Regions from separate parts of the Mus musculus genome. Here regions 1, 2 and 3 are each linked to region 4. The links are chromatin contacts, called in public HiChIP or PLAC-seq and promoter capture Hi-C maps. All regions are on one chromosome and are shown on one strand. The core of a region is the stretch at or near the end of the contact, and the rest is flanking DNA. Distances in the headings are between cores, read along the strand shown. Region 1 holds the start of Ttbk2 (tau tubulin kinase 2). Region 2 holds the start of Snap23 (synaptosomal-associated protein 23). Region 3 holds the start of Ubr1 (ubiquitin protein ligase E3 component n-recognin 1). Region 4 holds the start of Jmjd7 (jumonji domain containing 7).

Evidence for each region. Promoter capture Hi-C pulls out the DNA fragments that hold promoters and counts their contacts. HiChIP or PLAC-seq counts read pairs in DNA pulled down with a chosen protein or histone mark.
Region 1: a contact with region 4 is called in a promoter capture Hi-C map of liver, with 2.8 times the contacts expected there. The contact joins the promoter of Ttbk2 here to the promoter of Jmjd7 in region 4. A contact is called at or near these places in 2 of 39 promoter capture datasets (liver and pre-B cells) and 1 of 115 datasets of contacts at active chromatin or transcription factors (bone marrow-derived macrophages).
Region 2: a contact with region 4 is called in an HNF4G HiChIP or PLAC-seq map of pancreatic cancer cells. The contact joins the promoter of Snap23 here to the promoter of Jmjd7 in region 4. A contact is called at or near these places in 2 of 115 datasets of contacts at active chromatin or transcription factors (embryonic midbrain and pancreatic cancer cells).
Region 3: a contact with region 4 is called in a promoter capture Hi-C map of liver, with 3 times the contacts expected there. The contact joins the promoter of Ubr1 here to the promoter of Jmjd7 in region 4. A contact is called at or near these places in 3 of 39 promoter capture datasets (liver and neural stem cells), 3 of 115 datasets of contacts at active chromatin or transcription factors (astrocytes, bone marrow-derived macrophages and pancreatic cancer cells) and 1 of 9 other capture datasets (liver).

The regions. Positions count from the first base shown.
Region 1 is chr2:120,849,155-120,851,854 of GRCm38.p6, reverse strand. Ttbk2 (tau tubulin kinase 2) reads left to right here and starts at 1,437. Exons shown (of 16, transcript NM_001024856.2): 1 at 1,437-1,799. It overlaps AV039307 (expressed sequence AV039307), which reads right to left and starts at 1,199. Exons shown (of 4, transcript NR_038350.1): 1 at 1,090-1,199.
Region 2 is chr2:120,566,375-120,569,074 of GRCm38.p6, reverse strand. It overlaps Snap23 (synaptosomal-associated protein 23), which reads right to left and starts at 1,404. Exons shown (of 8, transcript NM_009222.3): 1 at 1,269-1,404.
Region 3 is chr2:120,969,249-120,971,965 of GRCm38.p6, reverse strand. Ubr1 (ubiquitin protein ligase E3 component n-recognin 1) reads left to right here and starts at 1,251. Exons shown (of 47, transcript NM_009461.2): 1 at 1,251-1,444. The coding sequence starts at 1,364.
Region 4 is chr2:120,026,032-120,028,746 of GRCm38.p6, reverse strand. Jmjd7 (jumonji domain containing 7) reads right to left here and starts at 1,264. Exons shown (of 8, transcript NM_001114637.1): 1 at 1,171-1,264. The coding sequence starts at 1,234. It overlaps Mapkbp1 (mitogen-activated protein kinase binding protein 1), which reads right to left. Exons shown (of 30, transcript NM_011941.3): 30 at 1,344-2,715. It overlaps Gm28042 (predicted gene, 28042), which reads right to left and starts at 1,264. Exons shown (of 27, transcript NR_104353.1): 1 at 1,171-1,264.

The sequences.
Region 1 (2,700 bases), core at 188-2,687, 820 kb before region 4:
CAAAACAATCTGGCAACGCCTTCATGTTTGAATAGAACAAGATGACCTCACCATCAGTTGTCTTTTGTTTTGGTTTCTGTCCAAGAGTCTGCACATGACAGGCAGTAAGGATGTCTCCTGCTTGTAAAGGAATATAAAGAGGATGGTAGTTCCTTAACAGTAAGAACACTTTTGTCACCTAAGAAAATATTTGAAAGTAAAAGTGAACCTTTGAGCCGGGTGTGGTGGCGCACGCCTTTAATCCCAGCACTCGGGAAGCAGAGGCAGGCAGATTTCTGAGTTCGAGGCCAGCCTGGTCTACAGAGTGAGTTCCAGGACAGCCAGGGATATACAGAGAAACCTTGTCTCGAAAAACAAAAACAAAAACAAAAACAAAAACAAAAAGTGAACCTTTACAATTCATACCATTGCATCCTCTCTGTTCCTGGCAAACTCGTGGCAGTCATTGCAATTGTTAAGGAAAAAAGAACGTTGGGCATACAATATGGAATAGGTCCGCAGTTTGGTTTTGACATCAGTTTTGTGATCTTGGTAAAGTTTATTCTTAATTTTTAATGTCTATATAATGGATAGTAAAGAAAGAAGAGGGACTTACTCTTAGGTTTTGTTTTGTTTTTTTTCACCAAAGAGCTTGGCACATTCAACATGAAATACGTCTCCCATACAGCCTCGGTGTCCCACCCTTCATAGTTAGTCTTTGTGTGTCTTGAGCCACTCCTGCAAACTCCAAGCTTAGAGTCCCAGACTGGTCCACATGAAAGTTGTTCATTGTCTTTATCAAAAAGCCAATGAAATCTTTTTTCGTGGGTTGTGAATGGGCACTCCCTCGCCAGGCTGACATCTTTGTAACTCCTTTCTTTTCTCCCAATACCTTCGGGTTTCCCGGCCCTAGTTAGCAGCTTAGGTTAGGGGACAGCGCCCATTTCCCAGATCCTGGCAGCTCTAGGTCTGAGCAGGCGAGTAGACCTTAAGCAATGACCCGGCCTCACGATTCTCGACGCGACCGCCTCAGTGACAAAGCATTACCAATTTTCTTCCAAAGGGCCCAACTCTGTGGCCATAAGCACGCTGAGCTAGGAGAACACCTACTGAAGTCGGCTCTCAGAAGCACTGCGCCTTACATCTCTCCTCAGGACAGGCCGGCCGTTGCAGCGGAGGCTGGAACTACGAGTCCCAGAATTCCCAAGCACACGCGCACTGTCATTGTGATGCTCCTTTCCCGGTAACTCGCCCTCTCAGGCAAACCTGAAGATAGCGGCAATTCTCCGGTGGGGGGCGGAGACACTCTCGGCCCAATTCTCCGCCCCCTTCCTGATAGGCAATGGGACTAGCCAACCGACGCCACAGGCTGGGAACGTGCTCTCCAATCAGCACCCGCGGCGGAGAGGTGGGCGGTGCGCGCTGGCAGGGCGGGTGGGCTAGGCTGTGCGGCTTGCGGGGGGGAGAGTAACGTCGGGCCGGGTCAGCGGGCGCTGCAGTAGTCGCCGCAGCGGCGATGGGAGCGGTAGGGACGAGGAGGCGGCGGCGGCAGGAGGAGGAGGAGGAGCAGGGGCTGGCACGAGAGCAGCGGCCCGGGACAATCCGCAGCAATACCCGCAGCCGCTGCCGCCGCCTTTAGACGCGGACGGCATCCGAAGGGACCGCCGGCCGTCTAAGCCGCGCTCCGGTCCCGCCGCAGTGGGCGGCGGGGGATGGGCAGGCGGTGGCGGGCCCGCCTGCTGAGCGGTGACTCCTGCCGGTGCGGACCCTGAGCTAGACCCTCGTCCTCCGTCAGAGATCCTGCGTCCGCCGCGGCCCAGGTAGGACACACCCCCGAGCCCCAGGGCGTCTCCAAGAAGCTTCCCTGCGCCCGCCTCATCCCTCGTTCAGCTCAACCGAGGCGTGGAGGGGAGACTGCCCGAGACCCCTGGGTTTCTTATGCCCACGCCCTGAGGCGACGCCAGACCCAAATTGATCCTCATCCCACAGATCTTTCTGGTTCTGCCCCATTTCCCCGGAGGCTTTGGGTGCCTTCCCTGAACTTGGAGGTTCATGAAGCTGCTTCGTCTGTTTCTGTGGGTGACCCATATATCACTTGTACTCATGACTCTTCTGGCTACCAGGACCGAGCAGAGAGGAGTCTTTTGAAATTATGAGCGTTTCATTCTATCTTGCTTTTCCCACTGTAATGGAAGAGTGACGGGACTACCGAATCTCATTTGTGTGGTAACAAGGAAGGCCGGGACTTTGTAGTATTGAAGTAATGACCAGAGGGATTTGCTTTGACAAAGATGATGCTGTTGATACGCGGGGATGCCAAAAGAGGGACAAAAGAGCCTACATATACGCACTGTCGAGTCAGAGAAGTAAATAATCATGGGGATGCTAGGATACCTGATCCTTAAATGAAGTTCATTTTGTTTCAGTTGTGGCGCTGCCTTAGAGGTAAAAATGACATTGAGTTGTACTTTGCTTTGGATTAAAGTTGATAGGCTTCTCTCCCCTAGCTTTGGAAGCTGTCCTTTAACATTTAAAGAAGACAATTCTATTTTAACCTGTATATGATGGGAAGATGTTATTTAGTAGAATTGAATGTGTGTGAGAGAGTGTATTGTGAATGGACTCAAACTCTCAAATACAAGGAGGATTCAGGCTGTGTTTTGTTTCAGTGTTTGGTTTTGAGCCATTAATAGTTGCAGTGACATTAAACATGGACTTGCC
Region 2 (2,700 bases), core at 155-2,654, 540 kb before region 4:
GGGCATCAACTTTGCCAGTAACAGAAATACTAACTTTTCTTACTTTGTCATGAAACAGCTTTCACAAATTTGAACTTCAAAGGACTTAAGCTTTGTGTGTGTGTGTGTGTGTGTGTGTGTGTGTGTGTGTGTGTGTGTGTGTGTGTGCATGCCTTTAATTTCAGCACTTGAGAGACTGAGGCAAGCAGATCTCTGAATTCCAGGCCAGCCTGAGCTACATAGTGAGATCATGTCTTTTAAAAAAAAAATGCTTTAACAAGTAATGCCTCATTGGACCAAACTGACCTCGAACTCACAGATATCCATCTGCCTCTGTCTCCTAAGTACTGGGACTAAAGGTGTGCACCACTACTGCCCAGGGCCTCACAGAATTTATGCATAGTATTTTCCAAGAAAAAGAAGAACGTGAGAAGGATCTATTTTACCTTGCTATGACTGAACTACTAGCATTTTACCAGGATATCTCAAAACCCTCTTAAAAGGCAGCAGGGCAAATGAAGTTATTTCGATCCTTAAAAAATATCTTCAAGTAAGAAACTATACTATTTTCACAAGTAAGATACTTATTTTCTTCAAGTAAGAAACTATACTATTTTCTGAGAACACTTGTCAAAAGCTGCCAGTTTCTAAACTCTTCTGCAATCCCATCCGTGCCCCCAGCCCAAACCTACCCAAATGACAAACAGCAAAAAGGAAAGATCTTTTTCCTCAACTCGGTTGTTTTTCGCTTCCTCTACCGCCAGTTTGCTTTTCCAAATAGTGCAGTGACTAATGATTAAGGACGAAGGAAAGAAGTGTAACAGTACTTTAAAATACTTTCCTCACACACAAACCGAATTGAGGAAAAAAAAAATCATCTTTTGACTGACCATATTCTTGGCGCTTTCCCACGGGGAAGCCTCAAGATAAGCAGGGAATTTCCTAGACAGTGGAGCCTGCAACGCCAGGACCCTCGGGGTCATTCTTCTAACAACCATTTCAGAACTATGTGTTCATTAGGGCCACCAGCCAGACAGTCTGTTAATACTAACGAGAAACATCGTGAGGCTGAAGGTGAGGGACGAGGAGCCGAACCACCCAAGTCCAGGGCACCACCATAGCGCCTCCCTTCCTGCGAGGGCTCGCGCTGGTCGCCAACGCCTGGCGATCTCCTTCTCGGCCCAATCCACCAAGGACTGGCCGGAGCTCTCTTCTCCCCTCAAGTCCGACCCCCAAAACGTTGGACCACCACCACCACCACCCTTTTTCTCCTTGGGATATCATCCTACCTGTCCCGCTGACTAGTTCCCTCAGCTACTTTCCAGAAGCCTCACCCGGCGGCTCCGGCCACTCCTCTCCAGCCTCCACAGTTCTCGGACTCTAGAAGATCGGACAGGGTGCGCGCTCCCTCGCGCGCATGCGCCCGGAGGACTTGTGCGCCTGCGCAGTCGCAGGGCGCCGCGGGGCAGACACACCTCTACCACTGGAGCCAATCGCCGCGGAGAGGGTGTTAAATCTCCTGCCACGCAGGCGGAGATCCTGGGAAGTCACCCGTTAACCCTACAGATTCTCCCCGGGAGGAGTTCTTCCAACTATCATCCCTGAAGGCAGCCTTGCACGGGACGCTTTAGTGTTTGAAAGACTAGGAAAAACTCGCGACTGCCAAAGTCTACAGGGTGTTTTGGCCCGTTTAAACCAGGGAAATAGATGCGTAAATACCTTTCAGTTAACAGAATACGGTCACAGGAATTCCGAAGCAGCTTTGGCCAACAATGAACAAAACATTTATTTTGAGGAATGTCTGAAGGATTGACACAGGAAGTTACTCTTAAAGTCACGAAGGATATGATAAGTAGGAGTACTTCGGAAGTCTACGAGATAAAGAGTTTTCCAGGCAGTGGGAACAACAACAACAACGCAGCGCCTTCTGGAAGTTTCTTGTTAGAAGTTTAAGAGTTCGCTTTCTGAGACAAAAGAAAATGTGAAGACGTGGTAGCTCACATTGTGTAATCCTCAGGCTATCAGAAACTGAGGCTGGAGGATCACTTGACCTCTGGAATGTAAAGCCAAACTGATAACTTAGTGAGATCCTATTTCAGAGTACAGTCTATCACTGGGTTGGGGGGGAGAATGGAAGAGCCCTTTTAGCCCCGAGACCACCGCCATCAGGGCTGAGGATCAAGCTAGATCTTTAAAGGTCTTGTAAAATTTGGAATAATAAACCTAGGATTCGTTTTATACCCATTGAGTTACTGAAGGATTTTAAACAACTTGCCCCAAAAATTCTTCCAAGCATCTCTAAGAGTAAAGCAAAACAAATAAATAATATATAAATAAAAATATATATAAATAAATAAAAAGCTGGCAATATAGGGAATAAAAACTATTTCATAGAAATAGCCTCTTCTTAAGAGATAGAAGAAGTCTGAGAAATATCATTTGAATTTAATACCAAGGGATTGGTGATAGTTGACAGACATTGCAATAGTTTGGAGAAGAGAGAGACATGGGGACATTATAAAATGCTTTTGGAAACTTTGGCTTTTGTCAGAGGAAAAGGAAGAATAATGTATCTTATTCGTTTTTATTTTGTTAGGATGAAGACAGGAGGAAAAAAAAAAACCCAGATGAGAGAAACAGTTGAATTAAAAAAAAAATCAAGGGTGAGGTTGAGTAAAGATCGTGATTGGGTTAGAGCTTCAGTAGTCAAACCTCAGATGA
Region 3 (2,717 bases), core at 2-2,501, 940 kb before region 4:
TTCCTTTCTTTTTCTCTTTTTGAGATGGGGTCTCACCACATAGCTCTGGAGTAGACTAGGCTAGCCTTGAATTCAGAGATCCACCTGCCTCTGGTTCTGGAGTGCTTAAAGGTGGGTGCCATTACACCAGGCATAAACAGCATTTAAAATGAAAATTAACTCGGTAAACAAATGTTATCCAAAATGTGAGAATTTCCAAATTTCTTAAGTTCCAATTTAATAGAAGGGTAGGTGTGTTTTAGTTCTGCCTCTATCTATAGTCAGTCATGTGTTGCTTTGGTTGGTGTATGTGAAGAAAATTTGACCTTACAGATCTAAAAAAAAAAAAAAGCCAGGTGGTGGTGGCGCACACCTTTTTAACCCCAGCACTTGGGAGGCAGAGGCAGGCGGATTTCTGAGTTCGAGGCCAGCCTGGTCTACAAAGTGAGTTCCAGGACAGCCAGGACTATACAGAGAAACCCTGTCTCAAAAACAAAAACAAAAAAACAAAACAAAACAAAAACAAAAACAAAACAAAACCCACTTCCATGGCAGGTGAGATGGTAGAAAACCAATCCCCTCAAATTGTCCTTTGATCTCTAAACATGATCCACACACACACACACACACACACACACACACACACACACACACAGAGAGAGAGAGAGAGAGACACAGACACAAGTCGCTAAAGTATATATATAAATTTAAAAAGGGACCAGGTGGCTGACATCTGTCACTTGGAATGCAGAGGTAGGAGGAATGCGTGGTATTGGAGGCTATTATTCGTTTCGTAAAAACTAAACCAAACTAAACAAAAAACAAAAACAAAAACAGAGGACACTAAATTAGCTCTTTATCACCTTTGTCCTCCAACCCTGGTCTTGGCCTTGGGTGTTTTCTCTTGGTTCAGAGCTATTCCTTCGCACTATGCATAGATGCACAAATGCAGGAATTTGTAGTCTGTGGCAACAGTTTCCCCTCGATGTTTCCGTACATCTACCTTGTTCTTTTCATGGGGTATTCCATAACGGGGATGTATTCAGTTTGTCTTCCCTTACCGACGGATGGACTAGGTTTCTCGGTTTTGTCATCTCACCACCCCTGCCCCGGGGTTAAGGGATGGCGACAAAGCTGTGAGGTCTTCCCTCGGGGATCAGCCCTGGTGGAGCAGGGCTAACTAACCATCAGGGGCGGAAACCTCCGGCTTGGCAGGTCGGCAGCCTGCTTCCGGGAAGCCGACCGGAAGCCGCTCCGGGTGCTGCGACAAACCTGACTTCAGGGGCCGTCGTAAAAGTGTCGTCCCTGTCGCGTCGGGCCGGCCACAGGTTTCCGCTAGCTGGCGGCCGGGGGTCGGGAACTGCGGGCGTTCGTTTCCCTTAAGATGGCGGACGAAGAGATGGACGGCGCCGAGAGGATGGACGTCAGCCCGGAGCCTCCCCTGGCCCCGCAGCGGCCGGCATCGGTGAGTCTTCATCTGCTAGCGCCTTTTGTCCTCTCCACCAACAGCTTCCCACCGCGCCTGGGAGGGTTTGGGGCTCCGCTTTCTATGGCGGCACTGGGGAAGGGGAGTCCTAGGATTGAAGGATCGACCCTCCCTCCCCCGATAAAGTTAGTCGTCTCCTACACACATTCCTGCCAGCCAGGTCTACGGAGTTTAATGACTGTCATCTATTAAGTCTCAACGTGCTCAGACACGCATGTCTCTATTTTGAAGTAGAAAGAACTCGTGCACATTTAGGTGGGTTTGATGTAGGAGCTGAGATGAGGTTGGAGAAGGCCATTTTTCGGTAGACGCATTGCTGACCCCTCTTGTTGATAGGCATCGGGACCCGGACCAGCACCTGGTGTGATATAGCATTGTCGGGTGGACTTGATAGTGGCAGTGAGTGTTGCGGCTGGCAAGGCATGGCCAGATATCCATTATTGCAGCGTCTTGAGAACCTTCGATCTGGCCCCCAGTGAGGGAAATTTGTCATTTGTCATGCCTTTTATATATGAGAAGGGACATTTCAAACGAGAGAATACTGGAATCTATACTTGGCTATTAGATTTTTGAAGGGCTGAGAAAGGAGAGGTAGAATAAAATTGAGTCAACAGTCTGGCTGCGTGGAGAATACGAACAGAGTAGGCTGAAAGGTGGGGTAATGTTCACAAATGTTCTGATGTGGTCCCTTCAGATAACTAGAAGGGAGGGAGGTCCTTAGGAAGTACTCACTATTGATCACAACATGTTTTATCAGTTTGTCTATAGCTGCATATGGAAAAGTGTGGGAAACATACCCGCACCCACGCAAACCCATTGTATATACACATACCTGTTAGTGAAGTTGTTTGTAGTTTTAATAAACTCATTCTTGGCTTACTTTACCCCAGCAGACTCTAGAACATTATTTTATGAGACAAGAGAATGACTCAGAAATAAGTCAACCACGGAGACTAGAGAGAATGTCTGTAAGATAAAAAACCATCAGGGACAGAGTTGGAATAAGACTATATGCACTAGATCAGCACTTGGCAGTCTTCCTCCTCCATCCCAAAAAGCAGTTGAAACTCACTTCACCACTGGTAATGTAGCTTAGATGAAAACAGCTAGAAAATGTTTCCAAGTAGATAAACTGGTTTGTTTGTTTGTTTGTTTGTTTGGTTGGTTTTGGTTTTGGTTTTTTTAGTGCTAGGGAGAAAACTCCAGGCCTTATGCATGCTAGGCAAGGGCTCTTCTTCTGAGCTATAGGTTA
Region 4 (2,715 bases), core at 15-2,514:
CTTCAAACAATTCCTTTGACCCAGCAATTCTGTTAAGAATTTGACTGACAAAAATAAACATAAACACAAAGTCTGCTCCAAGCTCAGTCCACACTGCTTCCTGGATATAGCAGGCACACCCGCTCTGAGGGTTTAGCTGACCCATCAACCGTCCTCCAGGGCAGTGCTTCCTAATGCTCTACCCTTTAAGACAGTTCCTCATGTTGTGGTGACCCTAGGCTGTAACATCATTTCGTTGCTACTTCATAACTGTGATTTTACTAGTTATGAGTCACAAGATAAATGTCTGATGTTCAGGATATCTGACATGCGACTGCTCTGGGGTCTCGACCTCATAGGTTGAGAATACTGCTCTAACCACCTGTGTGTGACACAGCCGGTAAATTGACAAAATTGTGCTTGATCAATTGCTCTCCCTCTGTGTGTGGGTGTGCGCATGTGTGGTGTGTGCCTGTGTATGCATGTGTGGAGGCCGTTGACATTAGGTGTATACCATTCTCCACTTTATTTTCTGAGTCAAAGTCACTGAACCTGGAGCTCAGCAGTTGCTAAGCTGGCAGGCCAGGGAGCCCCTGGGGTCCTCCTGCCTTTCCCTCCCACCTCTGGAATCCCATCAGAAGTCCACCATCACCACACCCAGTGTTTTCTGTTAGTGCTGGGGATGTGACCCCAGATCATCATGTGCTTAAGAGCTTTACCTACCCACTTAGCCATCTCTCCAGCTTGTTTAATGATGGGGTAGTGAGGACCAGAGGAAGAAGAAAGGAAACACACAAGATCAACTGGGCGGCTGCCTACAATCCTCAAAGCTTGGAGTCTGAATGAACGAGGGAAGTCGCCTGCTTCTCTCCTCAGAACCCACCAGCATCCGAGATGTTTGAGGTGAAAGTATAGCATGGCAGCGCACGGGGACTCAGCACCCCGCTGGCTTTGAGAATGGCACCATGACTACCGTCAGAGCTGTGCTGGGTCTTGAAAACTACAACTGCACCCCACGAAGGCAGCCAGGCGTGCGATCCTGAGCTAAGGAGCCGTCCGCCAGCTAAAGAAGGGTACACACAAAACTGTGTGGCCACCGGTCGGACACTCATGCACACTGAGTTCCAGGGTGCCCAGGCTCCCTCCGCGCTGTCCTCGCGCGGTCGCTGCTGCCTGTGAGAGTGCACTCACCGCGAGCCGCCGCCGGGAACTCTTGCAACGCCCTCCGAACTGCCTCCAGAGCCGCCTCCGCCATGACGGCCGCGGGACAAGAACCCGCCCCTATTTCCGCTCCAGGATCGCAGCCCCGCCCCCGTTTCCGCCCTCTAGGAGGTGCAACAAGCGGCGCTCTTCTCAGAATTTGCTAGCAGGTTAACAAATGATTGTGTTTATTGACAATTTCATACATCCGTACAAACGAAACGTTAAAACAGTCCCACCCCGTACAGCCGGGGAGGAGACAGGCGCCACAGTATAAAAGTTATAAATAAGGGGCTTTCAAAACTGGGATAGGACAAATCTGGACATGGGCAGCAATTGCCAGTGGCCTCAGACATGCAGAAGAGGACAAAGTGCCACAGGCCACAAGACCCCACCCATGCAGGGTAGTGGCGCTTTCTCTAGAAGGGCAGGCTGGCATAAAGACCTCTAAAACCTGGTGGAGGTCAGGGCAGTGGGCCGACTTCTAACCCCCACACTGCCAAGGGGCCCACCTCAAGTGGCTTCGGTTCTTTGGGCTAGGAGTTTGACTATGCGTGTGGTAGAAAAATGGGAACACATGGTTTGGGTATTCACATGGTTTGGGTATACTCAACACTCAGGTTGAACCAACAAAGCTAAGCACCCATTAAACCTAGTTTCCTGCTAGCCTCTGCATTCAGAGCTGGGAAGTGGCGTTGAGGTTTCGACAGGTTTGTGTTATCTAAACCTGGTGAAATGTCACTACTCTGCCTTCCCTGATGCAGAGGAAAGGAGGGCCCAGGCCCAAAGACATACTCACTCCAATTCTGCAACCACCTCACCACTTCTTCCAACATACAGCTTCTCTCTCTTTTTGCTACTCTCTAACCGTTACCTTAACTCTATCCCTACCTCTGCCACCTACCTGTCCGGCTATTACTTTTCCAGTGGTCTCTTGCCCAGTGCCTTCATTCCACAATCTCCAGTGTCCAGTATTTCTGGGCACTCAATACTGCCTTTGAAAAGAGCCTCCTCCATGAGCCAGGTGACCCATAGGCCATCTCCGGTCAGCCTGGCTGTGGACACCACAACTCCAGAATTTCAGTCTAGTGTATCCATCCCTTTTTGTGTTTAGTGTACCCATCCCTTTTTGTGTTTCTGGATCAGAATTCCAATTAATCCAGGCTAGTGACGCTGAGGCAAAAATGTGAGGAAACCAGGTGCATACCAGCCAGGCAAGTGTTCTAAAATGAGCACTCAACTGTGCATATGATTTGTGTGTGTGTGTGTGTGTGTGTGTGTGTGTGTGTGTGTGTGTGTGTGTGTGTGTGTGTGTGTGTGTGTGTGTGGCCAAGGTTCTAGGAAGGTGGGCCAGTGCCCTGTAAACCATAAGGGTACTCCCAATACAGGTTTCTGATTGCGCATTGCCCAGGATGTAGGGAGAAAGTGGTCCCCAGGGATTCAACAGTCTGCTGGGGACCAGGGATAGAGAACAAGGAAGCCTAAGGGGCTGAGGAAAGTAGGCCAGGCTTTGCTGTCTGCCCAGCAGAGGGGTTT